Linked DNA regions of Gossypium hirsutum: region 2 is linked to region 1. The links are chromatin contacts, called in public Hi-C maps. All regions are on one chromosome and are shown on one strand. Each heading gives the region's core, a stretch centred on a gene start, on an enhancer-like site or on the middle of the called end of the contact. The rest is flanking DNA. Distances are from core to core; before and after follow the strand shown. Region 1 holds the start of LOC107950593 (RNA-binding protein 39). Region 2 holds the start of LOC107950588 (non-functional pseudokinase ZED1).

The links. Hi-C and Micro-C count contacts between places; a contact is called where the count stands out from the background.
Region 2: a Hi-C map of fibers shows a contact between it and region 1, with 4 times the contacts expected there. The contact joins the promoter of LOC107950588 here to the promoter of LOC107950593 in region 1. A contact is called at or near these places in 7 of 34 Hi-C or Micro-C datasets (anther, callus, fibers and 3 more).

Annotation. Positions count from the first base shown.
Region 1 is chrD03:7,132,309-7,139,561 of Gossypium_hirsutum_v2.1, reverse strand. LOC107950593 (RNA-binding protein 39) reads right to left here and starts at 3,802. Exons shown (of 13, transcript XM_041089710.1): 1 at 2,892-3,802; 2 at 2,421-2,499; 3 at 2,234-2,290; 4 at 1,626-1,681; 5 at 536-767; 6 at 110-196. The coding sequence starts at 3,457.
Region 2 is chrD03:7,268,090-7,275,068 of Gossypium_hirsutum_v2.1, reverse strand. LOC107950588 (non-functional pseudokinase ZED1) reads left to right here and starts at 4,846. Exons shown (of 2, transcript XM_016885466.2): 1 at 4,846-5,094; 2 at 5,235-6,393. The coding sequence starts at 5,246. The coding sequence ends at 6,268. LOC107950587 (a long non-coding RNA gene) reads left to right here. Exons shown (of 5, transcript XR_005911129.1): 5 at 1,449-2,048.

The DNA of each region.
Region 1 (7,253 bases), core at 2,553-5,052:
TGTAAAGAACAACAACAAATGAGTAGATGTATATTTTTTTTTTGGTACAAAGGAATAGTTGTATAATTAATGTAATGAAAATAAACATTTTAATTCAACTTTTAACTACCTGAACAAATCCAAAACCTTTGCACTGCCCAGTCTCAAGGTCAAGTGGTAGTTGTACAAGCTCAACTGGGCCAAAAGGTTCAAATATCTGAGCCATTAACATAATGATGAGAAAAGGGTTTGGAATGAAAATCATGTACCTTTAAAATAATAATAACCAAGTCAAAGATAAAAATAAAACTGGACAGTATCAATTAGGAAACAGATCAGAGAATAAAATACATCTCAAAACAGTCATGAAACTCTTTCCAAACTACTAAGCAACTTCTGTGGAATGTGTTTCATCCACAAATTTTCATTTAACAAGTTACAGTCAGCAATTGAAAAGAAATTTTAAGAATAAAAAGAAAATCATTACAAATCTTTCATAAACAAAATAAAAGCTCAGTAACTTCTGATTATGCTGGTAAGCTAATTGTCCTATTACCTGTCTAAGCTGCATTTCTGTCATATTGAAGTGCAGGTTACCCACATACAATTTTCTATCAACAGCTCCATATGGCCCAGCAACACCTCCTGTGCCTGCACCAGAAGTATTGGACTGAACAAGATTCTTTTCAGCCTCAGAAGGTTTAACCATCACAGGTTGACCAAGAAGCAGTTGACCAGACAACGCTATTGCCATTGGAACAGACATCACATCATAAAACTCAATGTACCTACAATTTCATCAGTGGCTGTAATTAGTTTCTCTCAAATTATGAGGGGAAAAATATGATCAAAACTTACAAAGAATAAAGCAAATAGATGTAGGGAAAGAAAACTGTAGTGCAGAAAGCTCATGCTGAGTATCTTTGTTGAATCTGATGTCTCATGTGATAAAAATACGTTAGCTCAGCAAAACAAGATTAGAAAAGCTGAATAGATATCATACACCAAGATAACCAAGCAACACATCAGGACTTAAAAAGGAGGTTGTATTGTTGCCCTGTCCTAATATATAATAAAAAGCCAGAAGTAACCACCTTCTAACGTTATACTCTATAACTAAGATGACAGAATTAACTCTGAAAACTACCAAAATCAAAGATGAAGATAAGAACCAAGAAATCATCCCAACCCCTCACGTTCAACCTCAACAAGCAAAAAAAAAAAATTGAAAACTAACATATTAGGGGAATAAAAAAAGAAAAAGCCCTGCAAATGAGTTTTAAGTCCTCTAAGGAAAACCACATTTAGATTAAATTGGAAGAAGTATCATTAAATCCTTATCAGAACCATTAACAAGCTAAGAATTGGTCGAAGGTACTCATCTTTATCTGTTACCTTAACGCATAGAAAATTCAAAACAGTAGAGTTCTGGGAGAAGAAAAAAATTTAGGTATATGTCATCTACCTTGCGAACGCAGCATGAATTGATTAAACATGAGTGCAATTCCCATCATCCCTCATCATTATCGCATTGCTAGTGAATTTAAGAATACAGTTAAACTTGATTCTTGAAAGCATAGATGCGAATACTTATTTAACAAGACTGCAAAAGAAAGTACAACTTTGCTCAACATAAAAGCACATACCCAACTCCCTTTGATCGTCTTGAGTTCCTATCCATGATCAGCCGAACATCCCTCACCTGAAAATCATAATGTAGATAAATATGAGATCAAACAGAAAACAGTAGCTGCAAAAAATTAAATATAACGGGAAATTCCAGACTTTCAAGCTATCATAAAAGACATATCAAAGGATTCCTGAAAATATTGTTTTAACACATGTGATTTTAACTCACCCCACATGTATAGTATGTTGAGACACAACAAATTCATAATACTACTCGTAACTGAAGGCAAAGGAGCATATACTGCAAGAGGAAGTAGATGTATCTCAATAATATGCATATATGCATCAATTTATAGTTATTATCACCAATCTATGAAGGCATAAAAGAAACAAAATTGATGACCATGCAAAATGAGATTGCCACATACCAGAAATCTAAATGATGAGTTTTAATTGAAACAAATCTAGAATTCCAAATTTACACTTGTATTCTCAAAATCATTTGCATTAACTTTTTTCCAAACTGATTAATATGGACTCCTGGCATACTTGAAAGCTATGGTGAAAATATTACATACAACCTTCACATTAAGAAAAAAAAATAACCGAATTAAACCTGACTAACCTTTCCTGCTTTTGAGAAGAACTCATAGACATCTCTCTCCGTTGCTTTTAGAGGCATCTGCCATCAACCAATTCAAATTCAACAGTAATCAATAAATGCGAAAGGAAATGCATGTTTGTACACATAGGTATAACATTTATGCCTAATAGTCCTTCAAAGATGAAAACAAAAAACAGAATTCATCTACCTGATAAGCAAAAACGGTTCTCTGGTCCCTCTCAGGATCAGCTTCAGGCTCTGTTGCTTCCTTCTTGTCTTTAAATTTCCTGAAACATACATATTCATTAGATAATCTAGAATATCACAAAAATCCTGCTCTTAGCAAACTGGTCTTTCCAAATTTAGAGCAGCATACCATCCACATATATCAAACATGCCCATCCAAATGGCACAATAGTTCTACAGATGCAAACTAATAAAAAAAAAACCCTCTCACTATGTTTCTTTCCACATCAATCACTGAGATGGATAAATTCTTAAACATCAAAATAGAACATGAAATTCTCTCCCAAGAAGACGTCGTCTCAACAATGAGCACCCCCACCATGTTCTTGAACTCACTTAGATCATAAAAAGGCAACACAATTGGATTGCAAAAAACACAACGGAATTGCCTCAAAACACAATTTGCTTAGAGGAAGAGACGATAAAAGGGCACCTGCTGTCTCTGATGTCAATGTCACGTTCTCTGTCCCGCTCCTTCTCTCGCTCGAGCTCACTCTCGTGCCTCCTCGACCTACTGCTGCTTCTCTCTCTCCTCTCGCTCTCCCTTTCCTTCTCCTTCTGCCTTTCCCTCCTCTCTCTCTCCTTTTCCCTCTCTCTCCTCTCCTTATCTCTCTCTTTCTCTTTCTCTTTCTCCTTATCCCTATCTCTCCTTTCTCTTTCCCTATCCCTTTCTCTATCTTTTTCCTTTTCCCTTCCTCTACTGCTCCTCCTCTCTAAATCTCTATCCCTATCTCTCTCCCTTTCCCTTTCTCTATCGCGGCTGCTTCTACGCCGATCTTTGTCACGATCTCGCCTCTCCTCGTCGTCCTCTTCGCGACCGCTTCTCGATTTCTTGCTACTGCTCTTGCCTTCATCATCCTCTTCATCTCTCTCGCTATCTCTCTTCCTATAGCTTCTCTCGCTCTTATCCCCCGCTCCTCCTCCGTCTTTGGTCTTCTTCTTCGAATCTTCCTGCTCCTCCACGGTTTTCTCCAAATACTCGTACTCGTCGAAATCCATTAATTATTCTCGAAAATTGGAAGATTTCAGCTCTTGCTCTTCAAGTCTATGAATCGCAGGGCTAGGGTTTGGGGGGAGTTAGGGTTTTGTTGGAGGTTTCAACTTTCAATTGAGGGGGTTTGGGGAAGTTAGGGTTTAATTTGGTCCTCCAAAAGTCGAAATCTGGGAGGGAAGTGGGGTTAGGGTGTAATTGGCATTGACTCCGTGGGTTTTTAAGGGAAGAATTTCTATGGAGAATGGGAGATCAAATAAAACAAGTACAAGGTTGCACAGCATAGCAATGCAGTGGCAGCGAGTGACTCCTATTGGCCCATTGAATAAAAGATAACTTGCCTTCAACATCATAGACCATCTACAAAATGGTAAATCCCTAAATTTGTAAATAATATGAATTAAGAGATAAACGTAATTTTTTTATGAGATAAATGTAAATCTATATACATATTTTTTTTAATTATTTAGTAGTATAGTTTTTGTGTTCTTTTATATAATGAAAAATGAGATAAAAGTGGTTTAAAAATCCAACTCGAGAATATTATGTCACTTTTGAGGACAAACGAGGGTGATAGTGTCAACTGGACCCAAAAATAAAATATTTACCTTTTAGTTCTTTTAAAAAAATTGAAATGAGATATTAATATATATGATAAATTTCTATTTTGATTTTTAATGTTCAACCTCCTTAAAAATGTTGATATTATAATAAAATTATACTTTAACCTCTCAAAAATATATAATTTAATTTCAATACTCTAAATAATTTTGACTTTACCCTTGATCACTTTATTTATGGTTCAGTCGATAATAGTGCAATTCTAATTTCATAATCACAATTAAGAAAATTATTATATGTCTTTTAAGTTATATATAAAATAAAATAAAATAAATAACATGCAATGATATTACGCGCTCGAGCACACTCGAATTCATATCCTTTAAGTTATCACATTAACAACAACAATACCAATTAAATTAAAACTCAAATAGCATCGAGGGGCAATGGGAGGGATGCAGGAAGTAGCCTTAGCAATTCATTTATAGCTTTTGTCATTTTAAAAAAAAATTCAACAGAGTTAATTCTAATAGAAAAACAAATACAATCATAAATTTAACCTATAACATTTACATTTTTTTCCAATTTAACCCCTATATTTTTTATTTTTTGCTTTAATTATTATAAAAATTTTCTCGTACGTGCCAACAAATTAAATATAGAAAAAAATACTAAACTTACTATTAAAAATTTTAACTTTTAATTCTCATTTATGGACAATAAATCTCATGTATATTAAATGGTTTATATTATAGATCATTGAATTTAACCTTAACTTTCTTATAGATCATAAACTTTTGATTTAATCATATTACATCATTTAATTTTAATTATTAATAACTTCAATCACTTATAATAACACTATTAAAATATTTTAATAAAATAATTGAACCCACCTTCTTTCAACATGTTTTTAACATATAAACAAGTTAATACCTAATTGAAATTTTTAAATAAATTTTTTTGAGTTTATTTTTTAAAGTTCGATTAGATGGCAAGATAGAATTTCAAATTTTTTTAATCTTTTTCTTTTTCTAATATTAGATTAACATTAGAGATTAGTGTTAGATTAATATTATATTAGGGTTTCATTTAAAATTAATTGGATGTCATTTAGGTGATTATTATATATATTTTTAAAATAAAAATATCAAGATAAATCTAAAAAATTGCTAAAGGGGTAGAAAAGCCCACAAATTTTTGTAAAAAAATCAATTAAGTCCCCCACAAAATTACATCAATTAAACCTTTTGACCAATGGTTTCTTTGTTGACCATAGTTATCTTTTAATTCTGCTGACATGCCACTTAATAGTTACCAACTATATTTTTTAAAACCAAAAATTCCACATAGGCTAATGACATGGCATTTTCTTTTATTTTAAAGGAAAACTTAAACCAAAATTAGTAAAAAGTAAGTGACCTGGTTAATTACTTTTATTAACCCTACCCTAAATAAAACCCTAAAATAGTATCTAAAGAAAACATCTAGCCTGAAATAGTATACGAAGAAAACATTTGCCTCCATTTCTTATTTCCTAGTGAGCTCTCATCTCTGAAATATCGAAGAAAATTTTTCTTTTTAAGGCTATTGATTTGATGTATGGTTGTTGTCTCACGAACTCTCTTTTATTATTGTATTTTTTTTATCAAATTTTAGCCACCAAAATTGTAAGCAACTGTGACAAAAAATGGTCACACACATATTTAACCTTTTGTGACCAAATTGTTTACACTAAAACTATAAGTACTTGTGACGGTAATAAATGGTCACATATATTCAACTTTTTTGTGATAAATTTTCGACACTAAAATTGTAAGCAATTGTGGCAAAATTAAATGGTTACAATTATTTAATTTTTGTGACCAATTTTTTTACACTAAAATCGTAAGCAATTCTGATGAACATAAATTGTCATAATAATTTTTCTACGGTGACATATTTTTTTACTTTGAATTAAATTTCTAACAAGAAAAATAGTTACGATAACTAATTTGCTTATGACGAGAATATTAACAATAGTTACAAAAATTATTGTCACTCCTGTTATTTCAAATGTCTTTTCACTAATGTGTATAGAAATTATATTGTAACACCCCTAACCCGTATCTATTGCCAGAATAAGATTATAGAGCATTACCGGAGTTTACAAATTAATTTACAGACATTTCATTTCATCAAGCATTCATATTTAAAATCAATCAAAATCAAAACATTAATGAGCTAACGTTGGCCAATTTAACTTATACATGCCATTCAATGCATTATTCCCCTAACATGCATAAACTCAACATTCAAGTTAGTTCAATAATTTCCATGTATCAATAATATATATACCAAGATTGGTGAGCTCATCAATACCATGATTTCCATTTCCTTATTATTTTTCCATATTTATCCCGTTGAATTTCTCAAAATTTCGATAGATTTTCATGGGTACACCTAAGTGTACAAATCCGAGTCCGTCAATTCATATTCATGTGCGCACATTTCCATTTCAGAGAGCACACTCTCGCGAACCTCATCCTTACAGCAGGATTACCAGTCCAGGCTAAATCCCCTGTAATATAAACTCATAGAGTATTGTCGGGGTTACCAGTCCAAGCTAAATCCCCTGCAATGACAATTACTCTAATGAGCTTGGATCTGAATTACCAGTCCAGGCTAAATTCAGACCCTAATTCGGATTACCCGTCCAGGCTAAATCTATTTTCCACATATTCTTCACGAGGGCTATATCAAGATATGATCACCTGTCCAGGCTAGATCATTTTTACCTTCAATTCCTTTTCAGGGATCCATCAATAACAAACATTTCAGGTATTTAAGAATATAATTTAAGTTATACGAACTTACCAGGCTAAATTGCAAAAATACTAGAATTAAGGGACATTTTAGAAATTTTCTATTTTCCTCAAATTTCCACCCAATCTTGATCTAAATTAATATTTCATTCAATTTATTAATTTAAATAATAAAACAATTCATTTCATGCAATTTGGTCACTTTTTGACATTGTTACAAATTTACCCTTAAAATATTACTTTCATTCAATTTAGTCCCTAAACCTAAAACATGCAAATTAGCCATTTTAATGAAAACTCATGCTAGTTGAATAATCATATATTTTCCTCCTCCTCCTCTCCATTCCACATCCTTAATGTATATAACATGCTTATATGTCACATTATCTATAATTTCACTATTTATTTATTTGTTCATTCAAAGTTGTCCACTTGAGTC
Region 2 (6,979 bases), core at 3,597-6,096, 130 kb before region 1:
GTATAAATGTTATATATATGAAATTAATCACATATCCGACAAAACTCGATAAATGTCAAGTCCCGTTTGATAAATAAAATTCGATGGATACAAGATTTTCCGTATTGGTTGTAGTCCTGCATATGTTGTGGACACACCATAGCTCAAAATAACGTCCTGTTATTGGCCCTCTTGAGTTTCCCGTTATATGGTTCTTGTGAGCTTCTTGTTAATAGCTCTTTAGAGCATCTTGATCGGTTGTGATCCTACATGGGTTGTAGGCATACCGCAGCTCTTATGAGCTTTCCGTTATATGGCTTTTTATGAGATTTTTGATTAAAGGTTCTTTGTGAGCTTCCTGATTAATGGCTTTCCTGAGCTTCTCGATATGGCTCACTTGAACTTCCCGATATATGGCTATCTAGAGCTTCTCGTTAATGGCTCTTCGGAGCTACCCATTATTGGCTCGCATGAGCTTCCCGATTATGACTCTTATGATCTTTCTGTTATATAACTTGGATAAGCTTTCCGTTACATGGCTCACACGAGCTTCCCGTTATATGGCTCGAAAGAAGGCTTCCCGATTATGTGCTTTAAGGAGTACTCTCGAATATGAATTGGCGAATTACAATTCGTACACTTCATGTGTACTACCCTTGTATCCATTGATATTTTAAATGATTCAACGGGTAAAGTTCTGATATGAGATGATATGAATTGAAGATGAATTACTATAAGAAGTACTTGAAATACAAAGATATGATATGTACATGTTCATGGATACTTGAAATGATAAATACTTGTATGCGGAAATTAAATATTGATGAGCTAATACATGTTTCTTGATATTCATGTGAGTTTTGTGACTAACATTCTTGATGAGGATATATGTGTTTAGGTTATTAGCCAAATTGTTTGGATGCATTTTTGTGTGCTTACCTTAAATGTAAATGAATGGTAAGTTTATTTTCTGTTATACGAATTTATTAAGCATTAAATGTTTACTCTGTTTTATTTCCTCTATTTTATAGTATTTCGAAAGCTCATTGGGTTGGAAGCTTGATGGAGATACCTCACACTATCCATTAGCTCGTTTTGGTATAAATAGTAAATTAAATTTAGGGTTATAATGACATGTATAGGCTAAAAGTGGTTAAGAATGACATGTATGTGTTTGGTTGAAATTAGCCATTAGTATGGCTTGTAATTGGTATATTTTGATATGTAAAAAGTGGCCTTAATGTGTTGATGTGTGTCTGAAATGGATAAATGATAGAAATCATAAAGGCATATTGAGGATTGGTTTGAGATAGTATAAGTTTGGTAGAATATGCATATATGTATGTATGGTTGTTTTGGTAAGTTTGTACACTTGGTTATATAAGATATTATATCATGTAAAAGACTTGATCTTGATTGGTTTTGAATGTCTTGTATTGGCTTGATAATGTATTTAAGTGTTTATGTAGGTGAAAGGCAAGATTGGGTGAGAAATATGGCTTGGAAATGCCCTTATTTCGTTTATACGGGCAAAGACATGGGCGTGTGACACATGGCCTAGCACATGGGCGTGTGTCTTGGCTGTGTATCCATACCCTTATTTCGAATGCCCACGCGGCCTGAGATACAGGCATATGTCCTCTGCACCAAGAAAAAAATTTTAAAATTTCGTGGAAAATTCTCTAAATACCAGGTTTAGTCCCGACTTATTTTTGATGTATGTTTTGAGCCTCGTGGACTTATAGAAGGGACTTTATGAATAATAACTGACATGAATGTTAAATGATATGAAATGTTTTTATTTGATTTGTGTATTCCGGTAATGCTTTGTAACCCTGTTCTGGCAATGGATACAGGTCAGGGATGTTACATCCTCCTTAAGTTATACGCTTGTGAAAAAATTTGATTTGTTTTTTTGCACCCTCAAAAATGTATCTTAACCTAATTCTAGGTCATGCACCTTTGCTTTTAACTCGTAGTGGACAGAAACCATCCTCATGGCCCAATCAACCACATAAAAAAACAAAACAAAGTCAACTTTTCATATTGGAATCTCGCATAAAACTGTTTTCCACTAGGTGTCACTAATTTCTTCCTCCTCTTCAATGGAACCCTCACATCCACCAATCTCGTATTCTCATATAACTCTAGTATCCCTTCCCTATCTGCCTTGCATCATATTCAATAAAAGACCCAATAAAGTCACCAAATTGCTTAGCAACCATCTTCGACATTATTCTTGGTAACAGATCATGAATCTGTACCCAGAAAAAAAAAGAATAAGTCAATGGCACCTCCATCGGGTCCTCATCCTCCAATAGCCTGTGAAAAACTAGCAGATGGTTATTAAAGGTCCATGGTGCCCCTTTTATCACTTTTTCAATGTCCACATCATGAAAGAATTTAAATAAAAATCTCTTCTCCCCCAGATCTGAGATAACTACGCCACCAATTGGGTGCCAAACATTAGCCAGCGTATTCTTCATGGCTTGAAAGTTTACCATTCTCGTTGTCATGAAACACCCTACCAAACAAAATTCTTATTCCACCTCCTCTTCCACATCCTCATCCACCGCCCAGATTTCCTCCTCCACAACATGAATTCTTAAATTTGCTAAATTGTCTTCTATCATAATGATTCGGTAAAAAACAAACTAAACGCTCCTATACTCAATTAATCAGAGTTCTACGCCAAAAACACCCAATCCCTAATTAACTAGAAACAAAAGTCTTAACAGCTCCTTCAGCTTTAGTAAACCGAATTAGAAAAGAACTGCCATTACGACAGAGGGAATTTAAAAGTGTAATTTAATATCTTTAAATTTAGTATGACTGTTAATATCAAAGGGTTTTAAGTAAATTTGTTAATTATTGATGTCCAATCAATTCGTGATATTAATATATCAATCTATTTTAATATAATTTTATATGTAATTAAAAAAAACATATTTTACAAACTCAACAAAAGTTGTTGATGAGCCTTAGTTTTGTTATATATATGAATTCTTGAGAGGAACATAAGTCAGATAATGTCTTCAATTGAAATTTTATTTTTTAATTTATCGAAATCTTAAATAATTTAATTGAATGAGAGTGAGTGGGTGTCTTAAAGTACCTCTGTACGTTGATAATGGTGGTAGAACGATCGCAAAGCAAGAATAAAAGAAAAATGAGAACACACAGATTTTACATGAAAACCCTTTCGAGAAAAAACTACGGACAAAAGAGGAGAAATTCACTAATATTGAAAAACGAATGAAACAAGAGGGGTTTCGATTATATCTATTTAAGGGTTGAAAAACCTTATTCTAATCAAAGTCAAATAGAAGAAGAATAGTTCTATATGAATTCAACTTGTGCTATATGGTCCGTATCGCAGGGGCTCCGCCCATGCACCGTTGGTCACAACCCCAGTCCAATTTTGTGCTTAATGTACGGCCCTCGGCCTTTCGCCCTCACAAATCCCCTTATTTTGCCACTACATTTAATTCTTTTACAAGTGACGGGATTCGAGTTACACAATTTATAACAGCCTCAATAAACAAAATCATATCTAATTAAAAAACTCACACATAATTTACAATAGTTTCCTAAGACAACGAAGTTATCATTAACTTTGGTTTGAAATCATGTTTCCTTTTTTTTTTTGTAAATTACAATAACAAGGCAAAGCTCAAACAACCAACCTGAAACGGTGAACACCCTTGACCATCAGGCCATCTCATGGGGTTTGCTTAAAATAATGTTTTGCTCTTTCTATTATGTAATATAGCACTTTTAATGGAAAGAAATTTCAACCATTTATCATAATTTAATATTATTAAAGAAATCTTTTACTATTCGAGCTTAACTTAATTTAAAATTAAACAATTTAATTTAAATATTATTTATGGTATAAATATTGCGAATAATATTTAAAATTTTCATATAGAATAAAAGAATTCAATTTTTTAAAAATTATATAAGTAATTTTTTTCTATAAATTAAAGTTTTATTATTGAAATGTGGATAGTATTAAGTAAGATGATTAAAAAAGATAAAAATTATTTTGTATTACAAAAAACACAAGGTTACATTAAAAAAAGTAAAATGCAAAATTTGTATTTAATATTATAATGAGTGTTTTAATGTTATGAATATAATGAAAATATTGATATATAAATGTAGCTATTTAATTGATTAAAAAGGTGATAGATATGTTAAGTTAATAAAATTAGCGAGATTTAAACTAAAATTTTATTAAATTTATTCTACCAAATTACGATTTTATAAAAGAATGTGAAGTTAAAAGGAGATCAAACATAATTTATTATATTTTAATACATTGAAATATGAATAAAAATAAATTTTAAGTGTATTTAGTTGAAAAGAAAAGTGAGAAGTTTTTATCTATGCTTAAAAACAAATCATTTTAGATTGAGAAAATAAAAGAATGTATTTTTAACATTTTCATTTTCATCCTTTCGTCTTTAAACTCTTCTTAGCAATTAAGGAAAATAAATTAATATTTTCTTTCAATTTTTTAATCTTTCCTACCAAGTATATCAATGTATATTTTCTTTCTAGTTTTCTACTTCTTTAAACTTTCTTCTTCTTCTTTTTCAATTTTCTTTCTACTCTACCTAGCAAATTAATCATACAACACATTTAGTATTTCTTTATTGCTAGTCAAGTAAGATTGAGGTGGTTTTGTTACGAGGTTTAAGTCTCATCATGAGTAAAAATATCATATGTGGGTTCTCTATCAAATTTATTTTGGGTAAGTTTCCTAAATATGCAAAGCTACTACTTGTGTTTATTATTACACTGGGCCATGGATCTCACCATCAATGATACGCCTGCCAAAACCTAGTTCTGAGATTGAAGTAACACTGAGATGAAATTGAAACAGTGAATTTGGACCCAAATTTGTGAGCAATGGGCTAAGTGGTGATCCAATGGATTTATTATGCCAATGGTACCTTATCAATTCTTGAAAAGAGAAAGTCAGAGAAAGCTGCCTGCCTTTTTATTGGTCTTAATGTAAGCTTCCTGAGATCGACTCTAATGCCTGGTCTGACTTTTATCATCTTCCTGCGGTTTTCACTTTCTCCCCCTTTTTTTCTGCCATTTTAGGTGCTTGCCTCTTCTGCTATTTTACTCTCTTTTTAATCTGTATAATAATTAAAGTATTGTCAAATGCAATCAATTAGAAGAAAATTGTCTTTTTTTGCTATTTTCCCGATGTATTAGTCTCTAATTTAGCATCTTTGCAGGTATTTATTGAATGTTGAAGGAAGGGGAGATGGGATCATGTTTCAGAATAAAAAGGCAAGGCAAGGATGAGGGACCATTGTTGAAGAATGGGAGTATGTTATTAGAAAAGCTTATTGCCTCATCTGATGGTAAATGTAATCCTATTTGTACTTTCTCCGCCGAGGAGCTGAGCGAAGCAACGAAAGGTTACGATGTCGGTCAGGAAATTTCGAGGTACGTTCATTTCGTGTTATACAAAGGCTTTCTGCGTGGTCGGGAGCTATCTGTGAAACGGTACGGAAGCTATAACAAATGCCTTGAAACAGCTATCACAGATATAGTAATTAGCTCACAAATGAGTGTGCACAAGAATGTTCTAAAACTCATTGGATGCTGCTTAGAGACTCAAAATCCAGTGCTTGTTTATGAATATGGTGGTGAAAAGAATCTCCAAAGATTAATGTTTGATGTTAGTGATGGGCAACTTGAGCCATTAACATGGAAGTCTAGAATAAAGATTGCAATGGATATTGCTAATGCAGTCGCATATCTCCATACTGCCTTGTCCAGGCCTGTTATTCATCGAGGGCTTTCGTTGATATCGATAGTAATAGATACGAATTATGTTGCTAAGCTTGCTGATTTCTCGCTCTCCGTGGCAATTCCGAAAGGAAAATCGCATGTCGTAGAAGATGCCATCTCCGGGGTAGTTGGGTATATAGCACCTGAGGTTTTGGAATGCAAAATAAATGAAAAGGCTGATGTTTATAGTTTTGGCATACTGTTACTTGAGCTTTTAACTAGAAGAAAATCTGGGGATCATAGTGTGGAGGAAGCACCCTTTAGAGCATTTGTGTCGAATTATGTCGAAAGCAATCGGTTAACCGAAATTGTGGATCAAAGTATTTTGAGTGAAAGAATCAATGGTAATGAGTTGGTAAGTTTGGCGAAGATTGCACTTTGTTGTACACAAGAAAATCCCGAGAATCGACCGATGATAACTGATGTTGCAAAACAGCTTAGGCAACTCAATAAAGATTGTAAGCTTTGTTAGCTCAGTAGCTCCAATTATGGTGTATGATACTTATACTGGCACTTGATCTTGAGTCCAGGGAACATAGGTTGCCTTAATCTGTAATACAATACTGAACTCACTGCAATCAACAACAACCTTCTGCAGCTTTCAATATTGTTTACCCATTTTGCTATAGATTAAATTATGCTAAAAGGAAACAGGACTCCTGAAACTTCCAAGCAAAAAGCAAAGGTTAAGTTATGCAGCAATCCGGATTTAATCTTTATACTTTAATTTGATATTTTTAATTTATGTATTTTTAGATTTTAAAATTTTAATTCTGACCAAACGGTAGTTATTGAATTAACTATGCTATTTTTAAGATCTTATACGACAAACATATTATTATATATGTAATGTCATGTTAACTTGTTATTTTACATATTACAATATTTCACTATAATGGTCAAGTTTCTTGGACAACCGAATCTTTATGTTTTATTTTAACATCTATAACACCTTTTCACTTATAATAGCAATATCCATAATTATGAAGTTCAATCTTATACCATCACATTGTCTAAACTTTTAAGTAAAATTATAGTTATTTCATATAAGCAAGTCTATTAATTATCATTTATTAAATGAAAATTATATTAATTAAAATATTATTTCAACAAAATGACTAAATTTCATGTAGAAAAATCTACTAATCATATTTTATTAAATAGAAATAATCTTCCATAAATG